7 separate regions of the Mus musculus genome follow, and all the other regions are linked to region 1. Evidence: chromatin contacts called from public ChIA-PET, HiChIP or PLAC-seq and promoter capture Hi-C data. All regions are on one chromosome and are shown on one strand. The core of a region is the stretch at or near the end of the contact, and the rest is flanking DNA. Distances in the headings are between cores, read along the strand shown.

Region 1 (3,827 bases), core at 586-3,085:
TGCACAGAATCCTGCTATCTAATGAAGCAACACAGAAGTAAATTTACTGTTCCTCCTCCTTTTCAAATCCCAATGTCATCCAATAAAAGAACCAAAGGGAGGTTCCTCAGTGCCACTCTCTAAAGTCTGTTGAAGCCCACACTATATATAATAGTTAAGTTAGCATCTACATGACAGGGCTAAATGATGTTCAGACAGCTAGAGTTTTATGAGGCTGGTTTTGGAAGAAACTTGGCCAACAGTGATCCACTTCAGAGTGTAAACAGGTCACCCAATGCATAAAAGGACCAAATAAAAAAAGGTTAACCCCAAGACACATTTTCAATCTTCTTGAGCTAGGTACACCCATCTTCTTTTCCCAACAGACACCAAACCTCCTAGACTTCCAACCCTGGGACTTGTACCAGGACACTGGGATAAGCAGTTAAAACTGCTAACACTTTCCCCTCAAGGCTTCTGTATTGGGTAGTATACCAACATTCCCTTGGTGCTCAGATCTCCAGACTTAGAGTAAATTATAACATCAGATTTCTTGGTTGTCAGCTTTACCTTGATACCTGGGAAGAGGGAACCTGTAATGACTGTGGCGCATTTTCATTTGAAGATAGGGTTTCTGTTACGTTGAAGCCTTTGGAAGGTAAATGAGGGAAATATCTTGAAGATAGAGTTTCTTTTTTAAACAGCTCTTAACTAGGTTTAAAAAATAATGTTTTAAACGAACAGCTTGTGACCTAAAGCACATACCTTATAGGCAGCGGCAACTCCCAGGGCCACAATGAATGCGCCAGCAATATGAACCCGCAGACGCTTGGCCAGAAGACCACGCATCTGTGGTTTGGGCAACAGCGCACCGGAACTCATGGTAGCCAATGTCCTTTGCGAGTAAAACAAGGAGGGGAAAAAAAAAAGGCTTGTAACAGGTTAAGTGATTGAATGAACTCTACATGCACAACGTAGTTTAGTATCTACAATCGCGGCCTAACCCCTCCTGCAAGGTCAATGACTTTGGCAACTTCATCTTTGCCCGCTCCTCTCCTACGCATTTCCACTACCCGCAACAAGGCGGTAACCAGCAACAAACCGATGAGCAAAAACCATGACAAAAGTGTCCCCCATCCACAGAAAGGCAGATGCGACCTAGCTGTTGCCTTTTCAGAATTCACCCTTAGGAAGAAAAGCCTTCGGGGAGAACTCAGGTCACTGAAGCTGTGGGACTAGAGCCCAGCAAGCGCCCCGAGGGCCGGTGGAGCAGGCGCGACAGATCGGGGACCCTCCAGCTTCCCAATTCTACTCCCACACCAGGCCGACCACCGGGGCCCCTCGGTGCCTGAGTCCCCTCCAAGGTCGCACCCCTTATCCAACTGGAGCACCAGCCCCCGCAGGTCAAACGACCCAATCAAGGTCAACCTGGCCGCGGCAAAATACAAGGGGAAACGGGCCCGGCCGGCCACCAGCGAGACCCTGAGGCTCCGCAGAGCTCCTCCGGAGCCCTAAGAGCGCACGCGGGGAGATGGCGGGGCCGCCCGAGTTCAGGCCGGTCAGGCCCGCAGCCTCCTGAGGACGCGGCGGGGGCAACGCGCCCACGAGGAAGGCAGGCCCGAGGCTCCACTGGGCTGTGACGTGCAAGACATCCTAGTTCGCCGCCCCCACGAGAAGCCGAGAAACCCGCAGTTGTCAAACCCCAGAATCTCCTCTCTCTCTCCACCATTCTCACCTCTACACCAACGTCCTTCCCGGTTCTCGGAGAAACGGAGAGCCTTCCAGCAGCACGCATGCGCAAGAGTCGATGGAGGACCCGGCGACGGTGGCCTAAGGAGTCCAAAAGTATTCAAGCGCGCATCCAGCCGGTCACAGCTGAAATTTATGCCAGTTACACTATGTCTTTTTTTTTTTTTTTTTTCCCTAAACAGGACCTTGAAAACGAGTCCTGACTACCTACAAAGGTTTCTTCAGTAAATTACAAATATTAATCTTGTCCGGTGTTGTGAACTTATTAAGGAATTCGTATATATTTCACATGTGGGGAAAAAATAATATACTCTATAAAGGCACTACATCATCTGAGAGCTTTTTTTTTCTAAATGCCCAACCTTGAGAAAAGGCATATCTTGGGGGACATGACATTTGTGTCAAAGGATTGCCCAAACCACATGAATAAGCATTTTCATTACAACTACCTCGGCACAATAAACGCTTGGTTTTTGGCAAAGAGCGAGAAAGGCCAATTTCAGAGTTTAACATGTAATTTTAGAACCGATGCTGTGGAACAAACTAGAGATGTGATCCCACTCCACTGCCAGACTCAATGATCTGCTTAACAAATCGTAATGGGTATTTGTGTCGGGTTCTTAATAAAAAATAACGTGTGAACGGGAACAACAGGGATGTTTTTGGAAAGCCGACTAAAGATGACTTTTCGTGCCTTGGGACGTTTATCTTACTTCAGTGACATCAACTAGATTCACAGGTGTTACTTAAGTCAGCTGAGTAAGCCTACTTTATATATATGCAGGGTTTGAGAGGGCTTAGGAACCCTGCTTGAGCAGTGACACATGCACCATCACACTATATGGAGAATAACTGAAGGTGTGAAACCACTGAACTGAACCCATGGTTACAAAGAAAGGTTCACGGGATCAGAGTACCAGGGCTACGGTTAATCCCACCCGGTGAGAATAGTGAAAACGGCTACTGTAAGTTTTGAACCAAATTTAAAACAAGCTTTATTAAGCATTGGCCAGTTCAGTGGACACTGTCAGGTGCATACCTAGGAATCCCAAAATACATCGCCACATTACAACTCAGTCAGAGGCTTATAAAGGCAACCCCCAAAGGGTCAGTACTTCCCACCTTCGTCCAATCAGGGGCACGCTTAGATCCCAATGTATTTCCTTATGAACCTCCAGCCTACCTCCACCTGTGTGTGATCAAGCTTATCCTGTAAAGTTGGGGCAAGTGAGGTTGTTTACAGAAGAGAAAACACCATAGTTCACTATCTTACATAAGTAACAGCCCCCAGCACTCCAGAGATTATCTGCCCTTGGGCAAGTGAGGCTTACAGGTTAGAGGCATGTTTGATTGATAGATCTCTTAAGCCCAGTAATTTAAACTTAGAATACAACTTTAGCCTTCAAGCAGATTTTATATGACAGTGAACAGTCTGAGCGTTCTTTGAACTGATACAATGTAGGGGAATTTTAATCCAGCAACAAGGAGACTGAGACGTATATGATCCAGCCAAATGTAGACACCCTAGATTACAGTATGATTTGGCTGGAAAAAAACAGACTCGCCCTTAGTGAACACCTTTAGTCCCTAACAATGAAGGTAAGGTTCTGCTGTGCCAGGAATCATTCATGAACCCCCAAAAGACCACCAAGGAGCTGATTCCGATGCAATTACATTAAGGTCCCTTTATTCAAGCTTGAGCTTGGGCTATACATACCACCTTCTCTGATGCAGGAGAATGGGAGGGGGCCCAAAGCCCAGTTTCAGGCAAGCATTTATAGAGGCAAAAGGGGGGGGGTTTATCTAGCTTGGTACACACCTGGCTAGGGGGCCATTATGGCCTTTAACATAATTGTTCAGAGCCAAACCACAAACGTAACTTCTGCTTTCCTCCGGATCAGTGGTTGTTAGGAAGTGAAGTGTCAGGGGCAGGAACCTGGAAACTGGTGTTAGTGGAAGATCTTGTTGTTGAGTGTAATCTGGAAACTGATGCTAGGTACTGGCCTGTTAGTTAATTTGAGTTCAACCTTAGCTTAGGTTCTCTAAGATGGAGTCTGAACCCAAAAGATCTAGTCTCAGATCATTTGTAGAAGGAAGCA
Region 2 (3,827 bases), core at 426-2,925, 990 kb before region 1:
CTCCTGGTAGACCAACTCTTTCCTGAGTCTCAGTGGTCAGAGTACTCTCTGCAGACAAGCTCTCCTTTTGCAGGAAAGGTGCACAGAGGTCTGGAGCTCAGATCTACCTCCTGAGTCCTGGGGTCAGAGCCCTCCCTGGAGGTGACTCTCCTCTGGCAGGAAAGGTCTGGGTCTCAGTTCTGCCTGAGGATGAAGGCCCAAAGGGACCCTGTCCAAGAAGCTCTATTGCTTCTGTTGCCCACGTGCTCTCATGCGTAGACTGGTCTCAGTGATCCTAAGATCCTGGGTGTGCTAGGGCCTGCCAAGTTCCCGCCAAGATGGTGCAGGGCTGGTGCTGACCTGAAGGAACCCCAGCCACTGGTCGGCGGGTTTCCTCTGTCCCTGTTCCTGCTGGCACAAGACCCTCCAAGATTTTTTGGAACAGATGTTGCATTCCACTCACCAGTGATCCCAAGATCCTGGGTGTGCTAGGGCCCGCTGAGTTCACGCCCAAGATCGAAAATCTATTTCAAATAATAATATAAAAAGCTTGAGATGTTGAGCTGGTTTATCTTGGACATTGGATGATTTAGGGAGAGGGATCTGCTCTTATTTTATATTTAGAATCCACTAACTTTGAGAGGAATTTTTTTCCCCAGTTCTGGTCTTACAAAAGTTCTATGGCCTCAACTAAACAGAAACTTCAGCAGCCATTTTCATCTTACATCCAGTCAAACTTTACATTTTATAAACAAAGAGTGTTAAAGAGCACTATAAGAAATATGGGATGTAGGGCTACAGAGACAGCCTGGTGGTTAAGAGCACTTGTTGATCTTGCAGAGGACCCAGGTCCCAGCACTTACATGATGTCTCTCAACCATCAGTAACTCAGTCCTGAGCAGCCAGAGCCCTCTACTGCCTCTTCCTGTGGTAGGCACACACTACCTATACATCCATGTACATATATATACAAGTGAAAAAAACCATTCACACACATACAACAAAAAATAAATCTTAAAAACTATAAATGATGCAGATAAAAACTTGAAAGACATTTAACACATACATTAAATAAAGGATAACTGTTTCAAACACTGGACAACCAGACAGACAGCACACACCAGCTGATATGAGGGCACCAACATACATAGAGTAGAGCACTTCCAGGTTTATGTTCATTCAGAGATGATGCACCTAACCCTCAAGAGACTGGAGGCCCCAGGCAGTTTAGAGGTCACAGGGGGTGGAGGGTGGGGATATCCATGTGGGTGTGGTAGGGAGGAGGTGTGGGATGTGGAGCAGTTGGAGGGTGGGAGGGGAGGGGCGGGGAGTGTAAAAAATGAATTCCATATAAAATTAAATTTAAAAAAGTCTAGACAATACTCTACTACTAAGAAACAAGCATTCTTACAGAGAGTTAACAAATCTAAAAGTCAGCTTAAATAAAAGAGGCAGTTTGTCACATTAGACTGTTCTTTTTGCACGACTTTATAGAAAGATTTCTATTCAAATGTATGTGCTTACATATGTAAAGATTTTCTGTTTTACTTTAAAACTCAGTATTAACATTTAGACTCTGTTTTAGAAGAAAAGAGTTTGAAGTTGTTTTGACAGTTAACAGGAGGGTGGCTGTTACTGCCTAGTTACTATTTTACTGGACAATATGAAACACATGCCACGGTGCACAGCTGAGTCCCCAGGGGAAAGCTGAATGATGATTCTTACTTGCAGCTGAGGGAGAGAGGAACGCATGAGAACTCAGGTCCTGCAGAGAGAAGGAAGCAGACTGGTTGCTATGGCAACCTTCTTACACTACTGAAAGGACACCTAAAACTGACATCAATTTCTCCGGCTACAGTTAAGTTCTGACCTTACCTTATTAAAATAGTTTATTGTAATAATAAACTTAATATTTGAAATTACTTAGTTCCTCAATTTAGGCCTAGTTATTTTAACTTACTTGCTTATATAACCAAAACCCCATTAGCAGCAAAGGAAGGAAAAAAAAATCACCATTCATTCCCTCTATGACTTTGAAACTTTATTAAAAATTTCTTTTCTATCTCTTTCATTCATTCCTTTAATCTTTTACAAGGATAGTAAATTAAGTAGAATATAATTTTGTAAAATATGCCAGTCTATTATAATTAGTTTTTAGTGTTTCATACTTCTTCTAAGCAAATAAGGTCTTCATGAAAAAATAAATGTATGAAGGAATTTTAAAATAACTTAACACAATGCAGTGTGCTTGACTTTTCAATCGCTTAGCATGCATGGCGCATAAAGAAGGAAGTAACTGCTCATGACGCAGCACACCGACTGTCAACAGCTGAGGGACTCATGGGCATGAGCGAGTTGGTCCTTCTACAAGTCACTTAAGATGTAAGTGTTCTACCTGATTCATGATCTTGGAAGTCTGCCCTCTAATTTGTTGCTAAGAGTACAATAAACACATACAAAAAATCAGGATGGGATATACAAGCCACTAACATGAATTTTCTTCCCTAGCTTTATCTTTTAAAATAACAGAGGATGCACAAAACCCAGGGAAGGTCCTGAGCCTCCTGAGGAAGGTGAGAGGTTCAGGAGGAATAGCTGCTCAAACGTTTACAGGACGCACTGTCCAGCAGGAGGGTCTAAGAACAGTTAAGTATTCACAAAGGCACTGGGGAAAGAGAACACGAGCCAGCTGTTTTCCATCTCCAATGAGGGTATGAGAGAAAACAGACAAATCAAAGCTGAGCTTTCAGTTAAACAAAAAGAAGAGAGTAATAAACATGTTAATTGTATCTATGGAAATCTTTCTTTGGAGGCCTTAGAAGATATTCATTTGCATAAGGAAGGAGAGTATTTCTGTGTTCAGCTTCTGTTTTGTGGTAGTAAAACATACAGCACAATCAACATGCACTGGCCTACACTACACCAAACACCCTCAGGCCCAGGACATACGTGCCCATAGGGAGCTCCAAACTACTGTAACCTCACCGTACACAGGATACCTACTGCCTCTATAGAGAAAAGTGGAGGTTTCTAATGGCCCAGAAATACTATGGGTATTTGCAACAAGCCACATGAGAGGTATAGTTCATGTTGTATTTACTGCTATGTCTTGGCAAAATTAAACTTACTAGTCAAGGTGGCATATACTTACTATATTTAGTTCCCTTGTCAAAGATCAAGTGACCATAGTGTGTGGGTTCATTTCTGGGTTTTTCCAATTCTATTCCATTGATCTATCTGTCTGTCCCTGTACCAGTACCATGCAGTTTTTATCATAATTGCTCTGGAGAGCTTGAGTTCATGCATGGTGATTTCACTAGAGGTTTTTTTATTGTTGAGAATAGTTTTTGCTATCCTAGGTTTTTTGTTATTCCAGATGAATTTGAAAATTGCCCTTTCTAACTCTGTGAATAATTGAGTTGGAATTTTGATTGGGATTGCATTGAATCTCCAGATTGCTTATGGCAAGATAGCCATTTTTACTATATTAACCCTGCCAATCCATGAGCATGGGAGATCTTTCCATCTTCTGAGATCTTCTTTGATTTTTTTCTTCAGAGATTTGAAGTTCTTATCATACAGATCTTTCACTTCCTTAGAGTCACACCAAGGTATTTTATATTAGTTGTGACTATTTTGAAGGGTGTTGTTTCCTTAATTTCTTTCTCAGCCTGTTTATCCTTTGTGTAGAGGAAGGCCACTGATTTGTTTGAGTTAATTTTATATCCAGCTACTGCACTGAAGTTGATTATCAGTTTTAGGAGTTCTCTGGTGGAATTTTTAGGGTCACTTATATATACTATCATATCATCTGCAAATAGTGATATTTTGACTTCTTCCTTTCCAAT
Region 3 (3,827 bases), core at 925-3,424, 910 kb before region 1:
GACCAAATATTTTAATATAAAATATTCATATGAATACAGAGTCCTAAATGCAACAGAGAATATAATGAATGCTACATTATCCTTTAAAATATCTGTCGTTCACATTCTTTTACTTTTTCTCAGAATGAAAATTTCAAAGTTGATGGAGGCATGTGACATCTCCACAATTATGAAATTTTTATTACTTCAATCAATTAACTAATACCAGCATCTTCTGATACCATTCTTTAACATTCAGAAGAAGTAAATAACCTAGAGATCAAAATACACAGTAAACCAAGGCACAACAGTTTTCCATTTCCAAGGCTCTCTATATAAATACTGAATGCAACTCTATGGAGACTGTTCCACAAACTGTGGCTCTTTCCTGCTCTGCATTACACTGAAACCTGTGTGCCTCTATGGCTAAGATTTACATTTAAAGATACACCCACAAAGAGCAATTACAATAGTTATCCATGCAACCCCTGCACCAAAGAGGTGGGAGTTCATAGTTAGACTTGATTGTTTACATACAGTTACAGGTACCAAAGGGACTTAAATCACTTGACTTTTTGTTTTGCTCTGTTGAACCAGACTCATTTAAACAACAGAACCAGATGGAGAGATTTAAATATCAACTTCTAATCAGAAATCATGACTAATGTCTTAGTAGGGTGGCCAAGCTTTTGTTTCATATTCCTTTAAAGGTGCAGGGACCCAAGAAGCACTTTTAGAATAAAGGCTTAGCAAATCATGTTAAACCTAACTCTGACCTAACACAGCCCTTACAGGCTGAGAGATACTGTAGCGTAGGCGTTAAGTGTATAAAGCTGTTAGATGCTAAATGATAAACATATACAAATACATTTTTGCTAAACACTCTATCATATATTAGATGGCAACTGAAGTAAATAAATCTGAGAAAAAGATCAAAAGAATATTTGCAAGTATCCACACTCAATCATAGCTATCAACTGCAAGCTACATTGTAACACGCTGTTTCTGACTTATTCCCAGTTGAATTCTCAGTGCTTGAAAATAAAAGTGATATTCAATCAATACTGACCAAGCAAGCGGTAACTATAGCATAAGAAGTGATAATACTACAACAAAATCCGTTTTAAAAACAAGCTCATCAGTGCCTTCAATGTCCACTGAAGAAAAGGAGAACAAGCATCTCAACACACTGTGATCTAACCTAACCTAAGCACTAAGCCTAGTCAGGTGGTGCCAGCCAATCCTCAGCTGTTACTGAGTAGTCAGACACTCCCAAGCCCAATGGCTAGGCTGAACTCCTCACTCTGTCTAGTGCCTTTCCTTATTCACTGTGATCATACAAAAGCAAAGAATAAATTCAACTGCTTTTGATTTTTAAAAATGACTCTGATAAGAGTACCCTTAAAGTCAACAGACATGCAATCCAGTTGTTCTTTACAAATGACTTGGGACATTTCCACAGCTCCTTACTGGCCTGTCTTCCTGACAGCATCGGCTCTATCAAGTCTAGTTCTTGTCTGCATACCTTCAAAGTGTCAGCATGTTGACTTCATCACTGAGAGTGGCAGTCCCTATCTTCAGCAAACCGACCTGGCCTCAGCTCTGAACACTCTCAGGCTTAGCTATAACAGGAAAGGTCAGGGCTCCAGCACACTGAGTCCATCTAACCAACCACTAGCCTTCCCTCCCTATCCCACATCTCTTGTGTCTTAGCTCTATGATGCTGGTCCATTCTCCATGTCAGGTAGCAGGGCAGGCTATTCCTGACATAACAAACTACCTGCTACAGATTACGAAGCTAAGCATTCCTGTTGCTTTCCTACCCCATCCTCCAGAGCTCTACAAGCAGTATCTTCCACAGTCGTTTTGAAATTTCTGAATATTCACTGCAAAACAATGCATTCATAATCTATTAAAATGGAGATCAGAGCTCCCTAAACAATGCTAAATTATCCAGGTCAGCAAAGGAACAACCTTATTAGCTTAAAGCCAATAAAAAACAAATTAAATACACTTCTAAATAACTATGTTTTCATGTAATGGCATGTAATCCACATCACGGACAGCAATCAACAAAACTAAAAAGTACCCCAAAGCACCACTTGGAATGCAGGCAACCTTAGCAGATAGGGAGGGTGGGGACAAACCAGTTCCTCTTAGGGACTAGGACATTTCCTGCAAGCAAGTTAGCCCACCAGAGCACCAGACAAACGGGCTAACTAAGCAAATAATTAAAACAGCAAACATACTTCCCTATTTCTCTATCTGTGTAACTGTGATCATTTCAATTTTTAAAACACTGAATAATAATAGCTATTATTAAACGGTTCAGAATTTTTCTGTCAAACTTTGAGTTTTGTTTTTATATACTTTTTAAAACTAATGTACTTAAGAAACTGTTGAATTTTACCATTTTGACATTTATTGAGAATCCTTTTTTTTTCCTATTCTAGATGATTTTTCTCCTTCAGTTTAACGAATACTGTTCTCTTAATTCTTTTCAAGTTAATTATCTTGGGTGACTATTAATTAGCATAATATTTATATTTGAGAATTCTTCTTTATTACAATATAATCTATTAGATTTGGTAATAAATACAAAAGGTTCACTACTTGTGTTTCCTCCTCATAAATTTGTTATATGGTTATAGTTTTTTTCAAATATCTTTCTCCAGTGAGGTAAACAAGATATGGCTATATTTGGATACTAAAATTATACCTCACTTTTGACAGTCAAATAAAATATTAGCTGTGTCACTAATTCTTTTACACACACACACAAAATCTAGAGTGTCCTGTTCTAAATACTTGGGATAATCATGAAGAAAATAGAATCTTTAAAGATTAAGCATTCCAAGCTGGGCAGTGGTGGCGCACGTCTTTAATCCCAGCACTTGGGAGGCAGAGGCAGGTGAATTTCTGAGTTCGAGGCCAGCCTGGTCTACAAAGTGAGTTCCAGGACAGCCAGGGCTATACAGAGAAACCCTGTCTTGGGGAAAAAAAAAAAAAAAACACCAAAAACTAAGATTAAGCATTCCAGTTGAAGGACATCAACAGCAAACATATTGAATAAATTACTAAACAAAATGTAAAAAGTAACAGGGGAAGGCAATGATGGGAAAGAGCACACAGCACAAACATGGTGGTCAAGCATGGCATCTCTATGACAGTGATGACAGGACGCTACAGGACTGCAATTAACATGTATTCACTGCCTTATGGTAAGTACAGGGCATACATTAAATAATTTAATTTTAAATGCTCCTATTAGGTCATGAAAATGTCGCAACTGAGAAAAGAGTTGATTTCCCCAAGGTAGAACAGCAAGCAGTTAAGTCAAGTTACCCAGGTCTTAGCTCTCAGCCATTACCTTTAGTGCACTCTAGTAGTCATCCTAGTATGCAAAGAAAAATGGAGGCTGTGGCCATCAAAGGATTATACAAAAGAACAGATTTCCTGGAAAAGAAAAGAGGCACTACAAATAATGCTTATGAACATATTTTATATATGTAATGAGGAAAATCAATATATATATATGTCTTTTAAATGCTTGAATTATATCCATGGATCAAACACAACCAACAAGGACACATGCTCCACTATGTTCATAGCAGCCTTATTTATAATAGCCAGAAGCTGGAAAGAACCCAGATGTCCCAAGACAGAGGAATGGATACAGAAAATGTGGTACACTGACACATGGAGTGCTACTCATCTATTGAAAACAATGAATTTATTAAATTCTTAGGCAAATGGGTGGAATTAGAAAATATCCTCACAAGTCCCTTCCAGTCAGTGCTAGCACCGGGTCACCTAGGGCACAGAGTCTGCGGACACACCCACGGTCC
Region 4 (3,827 bases), core at 904-3,403, 870 kb before region 1:
TTGGCTTTGTACAGTATTCCATGGAACATATGATGTCCATATGTCCATTACCAACAACTGAAACACAAAAAATAACAAAAGCCAGTGTTAAGATGGCTGTAAGAACACACCCAATGCCAGTCTCTACCACAGCACAAGCAGTGTAACTTGCTACAGCTGACGGGCAATTGGATAAGAAGTCAGGAGCAATAAGAAAAAAAAGAAAAAGGAGAAAGGAGTAAAGCAAAATTGTCTCTCTTCCCCACAAAAGAGAAAAGATTTATACTAGAAAAAGAATGTGGCCACAGAAATGTTAGACCGTCAAGCACAGTGTCTTTCCTGTGGGCAGTTTCCAAAAGTATAAACTTTACATAAACTTTATATAAACTCAAAACTGCAAGTGCTTCAACAGTCAGAGGACTGTGGAAGTGAAATAATTATATGACGAAGTAACTTCCAAATAAAAAACGGAAATATGACCTTTCAAGTTTCAAACTATGAGATGAGACCTAAAGCAGACTGACCAAAAGATGAGACAGAAATATTATCAGGTTTGATGTCAGTGTGAACAAATCACCCAAATTTCTTTGCTGTCATTCATGAGCCAAAAATCACAATTTAAAACAACCAAAAGTAATGCTTAGGCAGTCATGAAGGACCAATCATATAGCAAGGCCAAAGCTAAGAAACAAAACTATAAAAAGCAGTGTTACCATCTAGGACCTATCTGTGATCCTGGACTTTTCAATGAATCAAAATCCAGTTATTCCTAAATTACATTAAAATTATCTAAGCTGTGATGCATAAATATATTAGTTGTCAATGACTGCAACTAAACAGTAATAAAATCCAGCAATAAAAACACATGACTATTTATAGTAAACATCAATGTATTCCTATTTCAACCTGACTCCCCATTCTACCCCAAACTGAAGACCGACTACAATTCCTTGAGTAGCTGTAGTGTGGTTAAGAATAGGAAGCTATGCTTGTTTGTACGGAATCTGCCATTTCCTCCCTGCCAAAACACTTGTTTAAAAAGTCATGTAATATTTCCATTAAGTTGTAAATGCAGCCGACAAGGAAATGGCCTACTGGCAATGCATTACCTTTGTGGCAGTGCCAATGGGCCTACAGCAAAACACTGCACATGGTAATTTCAACATGCATTCCCAAGGAACAAAACTGTTCTTTACATAAATACCACAGAACCTGAGTAAGATCCAGAAAAAGCAAGGAAAAATTGCCCAAGCTTTCATGCTTGCCTATATCAATTGTATGTCAGAGCGAAAGCAAACTAGAAAAGCATCTACATATGTTCCCGAAGCCTGTGAAGCTGGATCATATAACCCTGGGAAACTACTGCAGCTTAAATCTGTATACTTCTTGTTAACCACTGTAACAACTTGCTAATAAAAATTAAGAAAAACTGAGGGTATCAAATGAACCAAAATGTACAAACTAAATACAAGTTCTTAAAGATCATAATGAAACCTATTAACAAGAACATATGTTCAGTATAAGCCACAATTGTTATGTTAAATTACTTCTTTCTTTAATATCATTTATTTGATTACAGAATTTAAGATATTCACAAAACTTCCAATGAAAATGATGATGTGTAATATATACGTCACTATGATGCTTACAAAGTCACCTTCATCATGTATTCCTTGGATTTCACTACATAGCTCAACTTTGTGTACTAATGCTATTTATTCAATCCCATCTGTAATGAAGAAGGGTCTACTCATGTAAAAGTTATATTGAAAACTAAACACCAACACACACAATCTGCACAAACATAATCAATAATCAATATGTAGTTCTCTAAGACAGTCTGAGGACATCTAGCTGCAAGATGCATTTAAGTATGTCTTGTCAGTTGTCGTGTGTGTGTGTGTGTGTGTGTGTGTGTGTGTGTGTGTATAAATATAATTCCAAAAGTCAAACCTGATAGAAAGATAGAAAACCTATTTCTTATGAAAAATATTATAGACTTTTCACGTGTCGTCCACTTGAAGTTACAGTCAACACCTGTCGACATACCAATCTCCAAGCCACAAATTCACTGACCTTGTATGTTTTCTGTCACAACTGCTACCTTCGCTCTCCACCCTGGACATCACTGTAACTGGCAATGCAGCAGTACTTGAGATGGTCAGCATACACACACAGCTGCTTTTAGAACAGACAGAAACCTCCCATACGATGTAACAATCCCCCTGCTGCGTCCACAGGTCAGCACTAGGGAACGGCAGTACTCTCATTTTGATCTCCTTCAGTAAGGGCACAGTTCTAAAATACTCAAAACCCAAATCAACTTAAAACTTAAATAGATTGTGTTAAACAAAAGGCTGAAAAGCAGGCTACAGGGAAAAGAGGGGTGTTTCAAGTTGTATTTTATTAGCATTTACTGTCAAGGTTTTTGTTTATTTCCTTGTCCCTAAGTTATAAGTAAAATATTTAATTTTGTAAGAAAGAAGAAGCTGAGCTCACCATGTCTCATACTAACACCATAAAAGCACCTTCGAGATGGAAAAGGGAACCTGGCTCACATTCACATAGCCAACATACTTGATTCTGAATACTTTTATACATAGGTCACTGTGTCAGGATCGATCCAGAAAACATGTGTGGCACACTTCCTTTAAAACTAAAATCCAGCAGGAAATACAAGACAAATGGCTCATTAAAAAGCTGCTGGACACAGGGTAGATGACATGCTCTAAGGACTCAGACAAAGGGGGGTTTGGTTTTGTATTATCTCTTGAGGCAGGCCTCAACACACAGACCAGGCTGGCCTTGAACCACACCTCCTCTGCCTCCAGCGTGCTCAGATTAAAAGTGTATGCCACCACACCCAGCAAGACAAGGGCATACTTTAAACAGCTAATTGAAGACCTCTAACACTAATTATAGTTATTAATCTAGACTTTTCAGAAGTTAAAATAATAACAACAAAGGAAGAGGAGGGAAGATAATGGGTGCCATGTTCATACAATATGTGTATATACGCACATATTTCAGATTAAAATTCAGAATTACACACTGTGATCAAGCAAATAGAAAAAGATCATAAATCTTCTTGAAAGTCATATTTTTATTAGTGAACACACAATTCTCAATCACTCTAGATAAAGGAACCCTTGTTTCCAGGAGCCCCTATTTTCATTTGCTCAAATATATAATCTGGTCAATGAGATAGGTCAGCAGGTAAAGGCACCTGCTACTAAGCTTGACAACCTCATTTAATCCTCAAGATCCACACAGTGGAAGGAGATACTCAAATTGTCCTCTGACTTCCACACATGAATTGTGTCCCTGACTCAAACAAATCAATAAATAAAAAGTTATTTTTAAAAACTACCCAAACACTAAAATTCAAAGGGCCAAACTGGTTAAATTCTCTGCTAAAGAAAAAGTTCATTTTACATTGTAAGTCATAGTTTACATAACTGGGCTAGTCAATAGGTCAATGAAAGGCAAGAAACAGAAAACCCTATGGCTGGGAGATGGGCAAGACACTTGCCACACAAGCATGAAGATCTGAATCCCAGGAACCCATGTGTCTTAGAACCCATGACTATCAGCCCAGGGACAGCACCACCCACCATGGGCTGCGCCCTCCCCCATTAATCACTAATTGAGAAAATGCCTTACAGCTGGATCTCATGGTGGCATTTCCTCAACTGAGGCTCCTTCCTCTCTGATGACTTTAGCTTGTGACAAGTTAACACATAAAACCAGCCAGTACACCATGTAACGTCAAACAAGTACAACTCATTTGTAATTAGAGCACCTTATATGGAGATGAGGGTCAGAGACATGAGAATCCCTGGAAGCTG
Region 5 (3,827 bases), core at 686-3,185, 850 kb before region 1:
TAAATCTACCACAAGCCTCCAGGGAAAACCACACACACTTTCGTTTCTAGGATCTTCAGTTAAGTATTTCCTGTCTGATAGCCCCATATCCCTAACCAGTCTAGGATCATAGAAACACTTCATTCTGGTAAAAACAGATTCTAAAATGTTCTCTAATGGGACAAACTGGTGCCTATGTTTTAAGACACAAAATGTACCTGATAATTATCATCTGCATGGAAAGGTACTGGACACTATGATGACGTTCAACTAGACGACAAATAAGTTATGGAGACTGGAAACCCCACAGGGATCCCTACAAGGACCAGCGTTCTTCAACATGTAAGTCTGCTTCTCATCTTCTGCCTTGCAATATTTTTGTACAAACCCAACTGTGTAACTGTAGTGAGATCTCTCAAAGGTTGAGAAGAAGACCTGCTAGAAGGACTCTAGAGTGCACTGTTCACTTGGAAGACAGTAACAGCTCACTCTTCAGAGTGCTTCTGTGTAGGCTGGAGGCTCTCTGGTTAACAGCGGCCTTTGCTCTTCCAAAGACCTGAGTTCAGTCCCTGGCACCCACACGAAAGCTAACAAACATTTATAACTCCAATTCCAAGAGAACTAACTCCCTCTTCTGACCTCCACAGGGACTCACACAAAATACATACATAGATACATACATACATACATACATACATACATACACATGTAGGCAGAACACTCATATACATAAAACAAAAATATTTTTTTAAATGATAGTCATTTAAACTCCTAAATTTGAAAGTATAAAAGTAAATGAGTGTGCAGATAACACAGATGTGCAGGAGGGTCAGGACATAACAACACTGACTATGGTGCAAAAACAAACCTGAACTTCATACATTGAGCATGGAAGAAGTAAAGACAGGAAGCAAAGGAAGAGGAAGGGAAGAGAGAAAGGAGAGGCAAGGGAAGGAGGGGAGGCGGAGAGGGGAGGGGCAAAGAAAGGGGTGAATGTAGCAAACTAGATGACTCACAAAACAAAGAATAACGTAAATAAAAACAAAACCATCTGCACAGCAATTGAAAAGCATGTGAATGTATGTTTCAATATCACTGTTATGGGAATGAAATAAAAATAAGAAGTTCTTTCGAACTAAAATCTAACTGCTGAGATAAACAGTCAATTAGAAAAGTCAGAAAATGAAGTACAATAAATCCTCTCTCACTTCCTTCTAACAAAGGCAATGATACAGACAAAATATTTATGTATATGTGTGCATGTATTCTACACATTTTATATATGTATCAATTGGATGAAACACATCATCATCTAATGAAGAACGCAGGAAAAATATCAAAAAAGCTTTTCGAAAGGTGAGGAACACAAGTGTTTATGCTCAAGAATACAGTGCATCCTGAGCAGAACCACTGAGAAAGATTTAAATCAAGCCCAGGCTTCTTCTTAGAAACTTTGTTCCTTGTGAAATATAAGAAACATAAGATTAAAGGGGGGGGGGGGGCTAAAAAAAGGATTTTAAAAAATGCTCTAAAATGTTCAGGGGCAGTTAGAGCCACAAATAAGTAAGGTGTTGACAGACACTAAGTCATATCAACACCACCAGATTCTAGAAGATGATGGAGCCAAGTCTCTTACTTTAAGAAAAAAATTATCTTTTATTTAAAAATCCTCATAGGCTACCAACTACATATAAAAGCAAATAAATTAAAGATAATTTCAGATATGCAAGAACTCAAATAGTAGAACTTATATTTCATAAAGAAGACAATTTGATTAGATTAAAAAGCAAAGAGGAAACGGGAAACATTAGAAAACTGTGGCACTAACCCAGGAATCCAGTGGAAAGAAAGCCCAAGGTTGCAGCTGTACAGCAGACCTAAAAGGCAACAAGTCTACATTAAAACAAGAAATCAAGAAGATCCAAGAAAGACTCCTCCAGAAAGTGTACACACATCTAAGAACAGAAACAGTGGGGAGCGAACAGGAAGACATTAGAAAACCACAGAGACACGGACTGCTTTGGACACCATGAGAAGACAAGTGGGAAAATCTCCAGCAAAAACAAACGTTAACAAGAACATGCTCCTCACACAGACCCATCCAACATGGCAATGGTCCTAAGGAACTGATTAGGAAAGGAAAAGCCATCTAAACCAGATGCTGAGACCATCCTCCTTTGGTAAGCAAGGGGTTACACTAGACTTTAGAAATGGAAACAGAACTCAAGGCCCTTACTTCCTCGCCTAAGCTATTTTTTTCCCTCTCTCATCTGATCCTTTGGTCGCTAAATCTCCAATTTTTAAAATATTTACAGAGCATCTTACTTGCTAAGTGCTGTTGAAAAGCTAGAGATAAAGTAATAACCAAAATAAGCCACAAAGTGTGCTCTGTTGAATGGATTATCAGTCAATCACGGCTATTCTCTTAAATTTGCTAAGCAACTAGTTTTCTCCTAATTGTATTAAGCTAAATATTTCTCCCTTTCTCTTTAAGAACTCTTAACTCTTTACAGAATTGTATTTATCTTCTTACATTACCATCTAAGATGTAAAGAATATAAAAAAAATTATTAGTCTTATTTACATCATTCTATTCAACTGACACATAAATAAAACTGTCAAGCATGCAAAGAACTATAAAGTGTTATTGCCACTTAACAGATGAGGAAGTTGAAGTTCTTCTCAATTATGTTTTTTTGCCAGACCATCAGTCTAGTTCAGCATGATGAAGGCTGGGTTGAGTGCAAACCAGCTGCCAAAATAAAAATTAGCCCAAAGAAGAGAGGACAGCATTGAGCACTGCTTAGAATGTTTCCAAGTGCAGGATAAGCACCTAAGATACAAACCTTCTTCCTCATGTCAGTGCACAGCTTTATAATTAATTACATACTGATCATTTGAAAACTTCTAATCCAAATTATAGCTTATCTTTTAAAAGCTTCAATTTTATAACAATATATAATGTTTAAGATGCATAAATGCTTAAAGATGCTAAATGCACTTAATATATAATTGCTTATTTTAAATTCATTCAAAAGGAACTTTCTAATACCAATCCCACAAATATACTTAATTACTGTTTTAAATGAAATTTAGCAGTAGTAATAGTAATAATAATAATAGTTACATTAACTTGCACTTACAAAACAACTCTTTTTCATGAACCAAAGGAGGTCTAGACTAAAGCTATCAAGGTAGGTATTTTTTTTAAAGATTTATTTATTTATTATATGTAAGTACATTGTAGCTGTCTTCAGACACTCCAGAAGAGGAAGTCAGATCTCGTTACGGATGGTTGTGAACCACCATGTGGTTGCTGGGATTTGAGCTCTGGACCTTCGGAAGAGCAGTCGGGTGCTCTTACCCACTGAGCCATCTCACCAGCCCAAGGTAGGTATTTTTTAAACATAAACAATGAGTATACACAAAAATATTACATCCTAACAGTCAAAAAGCCAATACCACACAACCTGGTATTTCACATATGCCAGTGTTACCAGTAAGCCATTTTTTTTGTGCATGTTCTTTGAAATATAGCCATATCTACTCAATAATTTGCATTGTTACCACCAGAATGTAACAGCCATGCAAGTTATGTTATCCTTATAACATCAAATAGATGGATAGTTGTTTTATATTCACAGGATGAGCAGCTAATTGGTCCTGTCAACTCAATGAACATTTACTAAAGACTTGCTAGATATGAGTAGCTCTTCTAGGGACTTAGAGTATTTCCTAGAAGAATATGTTAAAACTCCTAGGAAAGGCAGCCATAACTACTCTTCTCCCAAACATGAAAAAAGAGTAATTAAATGTGACTTCAAAGGATATGACAAAATAGCTGGGCT
Region 6 (3,827 bases), core at 768-3,267, 670 kb after region 1:
TGAGGTTCGGCTTTTCAAATCCCAGGACCTTTAAAACCTGGGCATGTCTGGATTTAAAAAAGAAAAGAAAACCACTAAGTTTCAAGTCTTTCAAGTTTTGTTTTCATAGAAGTTCTGGTTACTCTATCCCAAGCTACCTTCCTGTACCTTACATTCTGTCACCTGCCAGAGTTGAAAGCTGTAATGAAGTGACACTAAAAGTGCCCCTTAGAGAGCAAGGGGCAGGCCACCTGCTGTGCCCTTCTACAACTTCTGGCTTACCAGAGCATCACTTAAGATGCTGCTTACCCCAAATCTCACCTTTAATCTAGTGACCACTCTTTAATTCCAGTCTTCCTTACTAAAATAAAACCCAGAGCTGACTTCTAAATCAGAGTCATCTAGATTTAAAAACCCAACGATATCAGGCCATAGATCTTATCTGATTCTTAGATTTCTGTTTCAGTGAATTGTCAAACTTAAAACAAACTCAATGTGTTACTTCTTAATTATTGCCCAAGATTCATGGATATTCCAAACCACTTTACGAAAGAAAAATCAAAGAAGCTTTCATTAGTTGGATGCTATTAACTCAGCATAATTTGATCCAGGTTACCCTAATATTTAGGACCAAAACTGGTCAACATGTTTAAAATTCATAACCACAGGTGCTATTTTAGAAAAAATATACATATGTATACATTAAATAACGACTTCTATTAAACTTAAGATCTAATTTGTTTGAAAATGAGCCAAGGAGTCTGGTGCCCTAGAGTCTTCCACATCCCCTCCTCCACGGCATGGTTAAAGAATACTTCATCTAGGGAAAACCCCAAGCAATTATATATGGTATAAGGTGCCTTTCCTGGTCCACAGGTCAGAGATGTGCTATTAGGAACGAGCTTACGACCCTAAGGACCACCACCACCAGGCATCACCCTATTTAACTTTCTTCTAAAGCCTAGGGCTCCTCCCAGCGATTGAGCCACCGGCAGGAACAGGCCTCGGGCCTGTGAGGTTACAGGGTTCAACACGTGGTATTTCCCAACACTGAATCGTACTTCCTCCCCGGCCTGACTGCCGGGCCAGGGCAGGGGATGGAGGGGTACCTCCACCCGCCGCTCCAGGAGGGTACTCGAAACCCCCGAATCCCACAGCTTGTGGCGGGAGCGCGGTGAAGGCTATCTCAACCACCCTCCGGGCGCGTCATCGCCCTAAAGTTTGAGAGCGACCGATGGCGAGAAAATGGTCGCAGAGGAGGAAGTGCCGGCCCGCGAGGGGCTGCGGCGCCGTGCCCTCCCGCCCCCTCGCCCGCCCCGCTAGGCCCGCCGCCCCGGCCGCATGGCCGCCCGCCCGCCACCCTCCGGCCTGCCGCTCACCGTCCGCCGGCTGCTGGAAGTTCACGTACGCGTAGCCCAAGGAGCGGCGGGTGATCATGTCCCTGCAGACCCGGATGGAGAGGATGGGCCCGGCCGGGCTGAACTTCTCGTAGAGCATCGCCTCGGTCACGTCGGGGTGCAGGTCCCCCACGTACAGAGAGGCCATGGGGTAGCTGGGGGCGCTGGGGTTCATCTCGGCACGGCTGCCCGCGGGGCCGCAGGCCGCGACCTTTCCCGTGAGAGGAGGAGAGCGAGTGCGGGGCCGGGGGACGGAGCCGGGGGGAGGGGAGCGGGGGCGAGCGCAGAGGGACAAAATTCAACCGGAATCGACGCGTACTCAACGGCCGTGGAACCGGGGGAGCGAGGCTGGCGGTGCTGGGTCCGGGCGGCAGGAAGGCCTCGGTCTCTGGGTTCCTGCTTGGAGCTGCGGGGCCGCGGGCGGGCGGGTCGGTCTCGGCTGCTTCACCGGGTTATTTTATAAAAGAGGAAGAAAAAAAATAAAAGTCTCCGGCGGGGGAGACGCGGATTTTTTTGTAAATTTTTTTTGGGTTTTTTCAAAGGATTTTTTAGATTTTTTTTGGATTTTTTAATAATAAATGTGTGTTCCGAGCCCGGAGCACACACTCCGCACTCTCAGCACTAACCGCCGGGGAGAAGGGGAAGCACCGCCTCCTGCACCCTCTACTTATACCCCCCGCCGCACTCGCCCCGCCCACGCGCGTCTGACGCCAGGGCCCTACGCGAGCGACGGCGCCGGAGGAGGCGGAGGAAAGCGCAGAGGAAGGGAGAGGTGGCGGCGGCTGCCGCTGCTGCGGGCGTGGGGGTTGGGCCCGAGGCGGGGCGGGGCTTCTGCGCAGGCGCCACAGCCAGGGGCCGACTTCCCGCTGCGCAAAGCCAGGAAAGGGCGGGACGGCCAGTGGGCGGCCTCGGCGCGGCCGCTGGTCACGCCCCTTGCGCACACGCCCCGCCCCCGCCCGAAAGAGCGTTAACCCGTCAGCGCAGCGGGTGGGCAGCGCGCGGGGCTTCCGGGTTTCTGGGCGCCAACCGCCCCCCACGTGCGCGTCTAGTGGCGGCCTCTTCCCTCCGCCCCGGCTGAGGTTCTGCTTCGCTAGCCCCCCACCCCCGAGCGGCGCTGGAAACGGGTGGGCGGGCGTGAGCCTTGCCGGCCGGGTTTCCTAGGTGTGCGCGGAAGGAGGCAGGGTAACTGCCTCGTTCTCCTACCCGGACCGCACTACGAGTCCCAGCGGGCAGCGCCGCCACGCGCGTGGGCCGCGGAAGCGGTGCCTGCCGGGAGCTGGAGTTCTCAACGGCCGCGGGCTGGCTGACCTCAACCGGACCCCAACCGTCCCGGGCGTGACCCAGCACGGGTCCGCGGCCCCGACGAGGGGGAGGGGAGGGGATGGGATAAAGGCAGTTGGGAGTCTGGCGCTTAAGATGTTCTGTTGGAATCACTTAGCCACTTCCTACATTTTTTACAGTGGTAAAAAGGACTCGAAAAAAAAATTTTTTTTCCTTTAAAGTATGCGTTTCTCATAATTACTCGGTATCTGTCACTCTTACCCAAACAAACCTGGATAGCCTGCTTAACTAGGCGTGGTTGGCCACGCTTTTAACCCACTTCACCAGGCGTGGTGCCCACGCCTTTAACCCAGCTTTGGAAAGGCAGGAGGGGTTTGCAGATCTCTGAGGTCAGGGCCACCCTAATCTAGCTCTTGGATGCCAGGGTTTGGGGATTAATATAAATGATTGATAGGCACAAATATATCAACTCGTAGAAATGACATTACATCAACCCAAAAACTCCACTTTAGTAGGTTTTACAGTTTTTGAAGTCCTCTATAAACATCCTTTGACAATGATGTGTGGGAAGTGAAGCAAATAGTACTATTTTTACCGTTAATGGTGTCAGAAGTTAAATGACTGCTCAGCTCTTCAATGATCGTTAGCCTAGCCTATTGCCTAGTGTAAATTAGTTATAACTCTTCTCAGTTAGAATTTAAGTCCGGAGACTCTTACACAGATGCTGTCCCCTCTCCCCCATCTTCACCTCCCCACCCATATTGATGGAAGATAACAGTTTTGAAAAATATGTTGTATGCTTAACACATGAGTATCATTTAAGGCTGTTCTTTGTTTGTTTGTTTGTTTGTTTTTTTGTTTTTTCGGGACAAGATTTCTCTGGAGCTCTGGCTGTCCTGGAACTCACTCTGTAGACCAAGCTGGCCCGAACTCAGAAATCCGCCTGCCTCTGCCTCCCAATTGCTAGGATTAAAGGGGTGCACCACCACTGCCCGGCTTAAGGCTGTTCTTTAGGAAGACACATTATGCTATGTAATCTAAATCTGTTTACTCAAATAAGGCTCTAGTTAAAACAATAATTCATCAAAACACCACCGTTCAGTCTACTAGGAAAGTAGTTTAAAATCAATCCATTAGTATAGTCATTGAATGTCCATCGTGTGCTGGGTA
Region 7 (3,827 bases), core at 933-3,432, 670 kb before region 1:
GAGCAAGTGCCTTAAAGACAGATAAGACGAGGCGCAGTGGCCAGGGGTGACAGAACATTCCTGAACACTAGGAGATGAATCTGTTTTCATCCAGCACTGTCTCATTTATGTGTTATGTGACACCAAGTTCCTGACTTTGGACTGCAGCCTTGATGGATAAGTGACAGACCCTTAAACTCTCTCTCTCTCTGAGGTTTGACTTCCCCGCAGAAGTGAAGAAGTACCCACCCCCCAAGGCAAGGCCGATGCACTCAAAGTGAGTGTGCAAACTGACAAATTTACTTCCTTATTCTTGGAAGCTACTTGAATGTTAATTATTTTATTATTTGAGTAAATTTTGTGAAATGCAAAAAAAATTTATTAATACTGACTATGTGTGTGTAATTTTAAAATCTGAGTCTTATAAAAGTTGTCCTCCAATGGGTGTATCCATCACTCTTGTATCACCAGACACCCACTGAGAGAGCACCCATCTGTGAACATCAATCCAGCTCTTCTATACACCCTACTACCCACTCTTCCTTCCTACCTATGGCTATCCCACACTTAAAGGGTCTTTTGTCCATTCTCTTACCTTCGGCAGCATTTTCAGAGTCTGAGGCTGGAGAGCAAATGACTTCTGTTCCCATTTCAGAGACCCTCGGCTGTATATTGAGTTCCTGTTCAGAGCAGCGGCTCCACAGGGCTTCCTCACTGTTTAAAGGCATTCCCCCAACTGTTGTGGCATTAATAAGCCCGAGAAAGCTCAAGTATGGAAGTTTCTTCAAAATACAGCACGTGGGGCAGCTAAACTAGCTAAGAATGTTTCACTAAGCGTGACTACCTGTGGTTCATGCTCAGGACCCACAATGTAGAAGAAGAAAACTGACTCCCTCCTGCAAGCTACCTCAGACCTCCACCTGACACAAAAGTACACACACACACACACACACACACACACACACACACACACACACACACAGGAGATGAATAAGTAAATAAAGTGATTAAAATTTTAATGAATAATTAAATGAAGTATAAAAACTTCAGCTGCCAACTTTGTTGTAAACCTGCTGGGAAAGATGCAAACATATAAAAAAAGAAGGCAAGAGGCAAGCTATGTGGAGTCAGTCTCTACCAGAGATGAGCCCGCTTGCTTTCCCTATGCCCTCTGAATACCACTCTTAATTATTATACATCCAATAAACACTAAGGTCAACACTTCACACTCTGGGGATCTCAAATTAAACAGTCAGACTAAGGTCTCTGTTGCACTTTCTAAGTAATGGCATGGTAAAGATTCGTACTAGGTGAGAAATAAACATGACCATGTAATTTAAAAAACATAGGCACATGTGCACACATGCGCACACTCACACTCACAGGATAAATAGTAATGAAACTGGAACAGGGAGGCAGATGCATGTATGCTCTGTGTACTTTGAATATGTTCAGAATTTTCCACATAAATAAAAACTAGGAATGTTTTTATTAAAAACAAAAGAAGGTAGGCTTGGAGAGGGATGAGGAACCAGGAGGCTTGAGGCCCTCAGAGAAGGACACTGTGGGGACAAAGAAGTCTGAGGGAAAGAGCCCTGTCTCTCCTGTTCATTGCTTATAACATATGATCCTGTGTGTAACTTTTTACTTCTTTTACTTCCCCGCCCCCTTCCTGACTTTTCAGTTGAATTTGAATTTTCTCCATTGAATGTTCTAACTATAACAGCAAGCTAACACTTCTATGTATTTGCCCAGATCACTATCTTAATACTTACCATTCCGAGAGGAAGAGAATTAGAAGGTAAACAGGGTTTAAATGTGTCCCAGGCCAGCTCCACTCATACCCAGAAGTGACTTCAGAGAGGTACCCACAAACCCAAGCTAAAATTGCTTAAGAAATTTCCACATGAAGATTGTTGTGTTCCCAGAAATGGCTCTCATCAAACAAAAAACTGGGGGGTTGGGGAGGTAGGTTAGTGAATAGCCTTCATGTGTACACGGAGTTCTCCACCACGGCCTGGGGGTGTCAGAAAATGGCCTGCAAACTCATGGAAATTAGCAGTAATGAGACATAAACAGTCAAACCTCAAAATAACATCTCTGGCCTTTAGAATCAACAGAGCTCTCCTGTCAGCCTGCACCTGGCCTGCCCCACTGGATCTGGGAGCCAGTGGGGTTTTAGGCCCTTTTAACAGCTGCCAAGAGCACATTACTCACGGCCAGGATGCTGGCCTTTTATGTTGCCACAGTGGACCAGCGTTGTTTGGGCCTGGTGGAATCCATTGATGGTTTTTTCTCAGGGCTTCAGCTTTGCTGTCTGATTTTCCCACAAGCCCCAGTGTGTTGAAATGTTACCCATGTATGCTGAGCGACAGCTTCAGGCTCCTGTGCTGGCCCTCAGCCACACTCACCACCTAGCCATATACTCTGGTCTACGGAGAGGTAGAGCAAGGAGCTGGAGTTAGACCAGGAGAAGATCATAGCCTCAGCTTGGGATACTGTGATTCCCCTTGTCAGTGCTTGAGTTATTAGCATAAGGGTAGAGCTGGGAGGTACTAGTTGGACATGAAAATCATCCCCTAAAACCAACTCCTAGAAGCGAAAATGAGCCTAATTGTAACACGGATTGAAGCATACCCTTGAAACACATTAGGGAGTCAGTTGTTACATGAATAGGTGGGTGTATCATGTTTTCAAATTCCTAGGTCTAGTTAATAATATCCCCTGTGTTTCCAAGCTGCAGATTAGTCTGCTGTGACTGACTCTGGGGTTCAATCCTAGAGAATCATTACAGCAAGTCATCATGGTTTATTATAATTATTTTTATTGACCTGTGCTGTCTTCTCTTCTGGGCCTTCAGTATTTTGAAAGCAGGGGTTAAATCTGCCTTATTAACTATTATGTCTTTGAGGTATAGCCTGAAGAAAGCCTGCAAGTCTCTCCTAAATGAATAAATAGACTATTTGTCTTCAAATTGCTGCAGGCTATGAGGACCTACAGGAATTCATACTGCACAGGCCTCTGTTAGCTGGAGCTAAGCCACTTCCAGCTGCTTCCTCCTTTCTCCTTTCCCCTAACACCAGGGGTTAGAACACTTCCCTATAAGGACTTGGGATATAATCAGTTGTAAAGTACCTGCCTAGCTTGCATGGTGGGGCTCCATTACAGACAAGTGTGTCCAGGTGGCACCAGTCTAACACTGTGACATAAGGGGCAACCCTCTGAAACACATCTGGAAAGATATCTTGTTTCCTGACTTTCAAATCTGTTTTGTTTTGTTTTGTTTTTTCCAGATAAAACAAGAGAACCTCTGGAGTTTCCCCTTCCCATTTTGTTGTTGTGAATGTAGACTTCAAAGCCAGACACTGTAACCCTCATCTTACAGTCAAGAGTGACAAGCATGGGGGTGGGAAGAAAATGCAGTACCCAGCAGTCTGCTCATAGAACATAAAAACATTCTGTCTGTGTGCTGATTCACCAGATCTCGAGCCAGCTCCCTCCAGTCACTGCTTAAGGAAGGCAATGTAAGCTGTGAAGCTGTCCTCTTTTCTCTTACTTGCCTTTAAGCACTTCCTAAAGGGTGTCTTTTCTGCTCTCCACAGTAGGTCGGACAGTGGCTTTGTCTTTAAATGGGTTATTCCCAAGCACTTAGCTTAGAATGTGGTGGCTATTGAACTCATGAATGAATGAACCAAGAGAGGAGTTTTCGAGCCACTTGTTTGGACAACTGCTGCTGGCTGTTGAGTGAGCACTGTCGGGATTTATTCCATGGAATGTTCTCAACCCATCGTATTTATATGACGTTGGTTTCAAGAATTGTAATTCTTGGCTCTTACTCTTTGATTTAT

What was found. Promoter capture Hi-C pulls out the DNA fragments that hold promoters and counts their contacts. ChIA-PET counts read pairs in DNA pulled down with a chosen protein or histone mark. HiChIP or PLAC-seq counts read pairs in DNA pulled down with a chosen protein or histone mark.
Region 2: an H3K27ac HiChIP or PLAC-seq map of large pre-B cells shows a contact between it and region 1, with 6 times the contacts expected there. The contact joins the enhancer-like site here to the promoter of Cox6c in region 1. A contact is called at or near these places in 10 of 39 promoter capture datasets (the 3T3-L1 cell line, the C10 cell line, the HPC-7 cell line and 6 more), 2 of 115 datasets of contacts at active chromatin or transcription factors (astrocytes and large pre-B cells) and 2 of 9 other capture datasets (adipose tissue and macrophages).
Region 3: a promoter capture Hi-C map of the HPC-7 cell line shows a contact between it and region 1, with 4 times the contacts expected there. The contact joins the enhancer-like site here to the promoter of Cox6c in region 1. A contact is called at or near these places in 7 of 39 promoter capture datasets (the 3T3-L1 cell line, the HPC-7 cell line, cranial neural crest and 3 more), 2 of 115 datasets of contacts at active chromatin or transcription factors (astrocytes and large pre-B cells) and 2 of 9 other capture datasets (adipose tissue and macrophages).
Region 4: a contact with region 1 is called in a promoter capture Hi-C map of hippocampal neurons, with 3 times the contacts expected there. The contact joins the enhancer-like site here to the promoter of Cox6c in region 1. A contact is called at or near these places in 10 of 39 promoter capture datasets (the 3T3-L1 cell line, 3T3-L1-derived adipocytes, the C10 cell line and 5 more), 1 of 15 datasets of contacts at CTCF or cohesin (large pre-B cells), 1 of 484 Hi-C or Micro-C datasets (nephron progenitors), 4 of 115 datasets of contacts at active chromatin or transcription factors (astrocytes, embryonic stem cells and large pre-B cells) and 2 of 9 other capture datasets (adipose tissue and liver).
Region 5: a promoter capture Hi-C map of pre-B cells shows a contact between it and region 1, with 3 times the contacts expected there. The contact joins the enhancer-like site here to the promoter of Cox6c in region 1. A contact is called at or near these places in 13 of 39 promoter capture datasets (the 3T3-L1 cell line, 3T3-L1-derived adipocytes, the C10 cell line and 8 more), 1 of 15 datasets of contacts at CTCF or cohesin (large pre-B cells), 1 of 484 Hi-C or Micro-C datasets (nephron progenitors), 2 of 115 datasets of contacts at active chromatin or transcription factors (T-cell acute lymphoblastic leukemia and embryonic stem cells) and 1 of 9 other capture datasets (liver).
Region 6: an RNA polymerase II ChIA-PET map of memory CD8 T cells shows a contact between it and region 1, with 7 read pairs. The contact joins the promoter of Pabpc1 here to the promoter of Cox6c in region 1. A contact is called at or near these places in 3 of 39 promoter capture datasets (the 3T3-L1 cell line, hippocampal neurons and pre-B cells), 2 of 484 Hi-C or Micro-C datasets (Sertoli cells and olfactory sensory neurons) and 1 of 115 datasets of contacts at active chromatin or transcription factors (memory CD8 T cells).
Region 7: a contact with region 1 is called in an H3K4me3 HiChIP or PLAC-seq map of embryonic limb bud, with 4 times the contacts expected there. The contact joins the enhancer-like site here to the promoter of Cox6c in region 1. A contact is called at or near these places in 5 of 39 promoter capture datasets (the C10 cell line, cranial neural crest, frontonasal cranial neural crest and 1 more), 1 of 15 datasets of contacts at CTCF or cohesin (the NIH/3T3 cell line), 1 of 484 Hi-C or Micro-C datasets (embryonic fibroblasts), 5 of 115 datasets of contacts at active chromatin or transcription factors (acute myeloid leukemia, embryonic basal ganglia, embryonic limb bud and 2 more) and 1 of 9 other capture datasets (adipose tissue).

The regions. Positions count from the first base shown.
Region 1 is chr15:35,936,411-35,940,237 of GRCm38.p6, forward strand. Cox6c (cytochrome c oxidase subunit 6C) reads right to left here and starts at 1,836. Exons shown (of 4, transcript NM_053071.2): 1 at 1,715-1,836; 2 at 745-874. The coding sequence starts at 861.
Region 2 is chr15:34,951,281-34,955,107 of GRCm38.p6, forward strand. The region is part of intron 9 of Stk3 (serine/threonine kinase 3); the gene reads right to left. Among named protein-coding and RNA genes, the nearest start is that of Gm52204, 43 kb to the left of the region's middle. Within about 2 kb of position 1,676, at least 23 of the 459 cell types and tissues checked have an H3K27ac peak or open chromatin away from gene starts, as enhancers often do.
Region 3 is chr15:35,028,342-35,032,168 of GRCm38.p6, forward strand. All of the region lies in intron 6 of Stk3 (serine/threonine kinase 3), which reads right to left. Among named protein-coding and RNA genes, the nearest start is that of Gm52204, 120 kb to the left of the region's middle. Within about 2 kb of position 2,175, at least 5 of the 459 cell types and tissues checked have an H3K27ac peak or open chromatin away from gene starts, as enhancers often do. A contact at or near this core is called in the HPC-7 cell line, where this site is marked.
Region 4 is chr15:35,064,073-35,067,899 of GRCm38.p6, forward strand. All of the region lies in intron 6 of Stk3 (serine/threonine kinase 3), which reads right to left. Among named protein-coding and RNA genes, the nearest start is that of Stk3, 90 kb to the right of the region's middle. Within about 2 kb of position 2,154, at least 13 of the 459 cell types and tissues checked have an H3K27ac peak or open chromatin away from gene starts, as enhancers often do.
Region 5 is chr15:35,086,581-35,090,407 of GRCm38.p6, forward strand. All of the region lies in intron 4 of Stk3 (serine/threonine kinase 3), which reads right to left. Among named protein-coding and RNA genes, the nearest start is that of Stk3, 67 kb to the right of the region's middle. Within about 2 kb of position 1,936, at least 5 of the 459 cell types and tissues checked have an H3K27ac peak or open chromatin away from gene starts, as enhancers often do. A contact at or near this core is called in T-cell acute lymphoblastic leukemia and pre-B cells, where this site is marked.
Region 6 is chr15:36,606,956-36,610,782 of GRCm38.p6, forward strand. Pabpc1 (poly(A) binding protein, cytoplasmic 1) reads right to left here and starts at 2,018. Exons shown (of 15, transcript NM_008774.3): 1 at 1,359-2,018. The coding sequence starts at 1,551.
Region 7 is chr15:35,270,024-35,273,850 of GRCm38.p6, forward strand. All of the region lies in intron 1 of Gm52178 (a long non-coding RNA gene), which reads right to left. It overlaps Gm33497 (a long non-coding RNA gene), which reads left to right. Exons shown (of 3, transcript XR_875131.2): 3 at 1-280. Among named protein-coding and RNA genes, the nearest start is that of Gm52178, 24 kb to the right of the region's middle. Within about 2 kb of position 2,183, at least 20 of the 459 cell types and tissues checked have an H3K27ac peak or open chromatin away from gene starts, as enhancers often do. A contact at or near this core is called in embryonic limb bud, where this site is marked.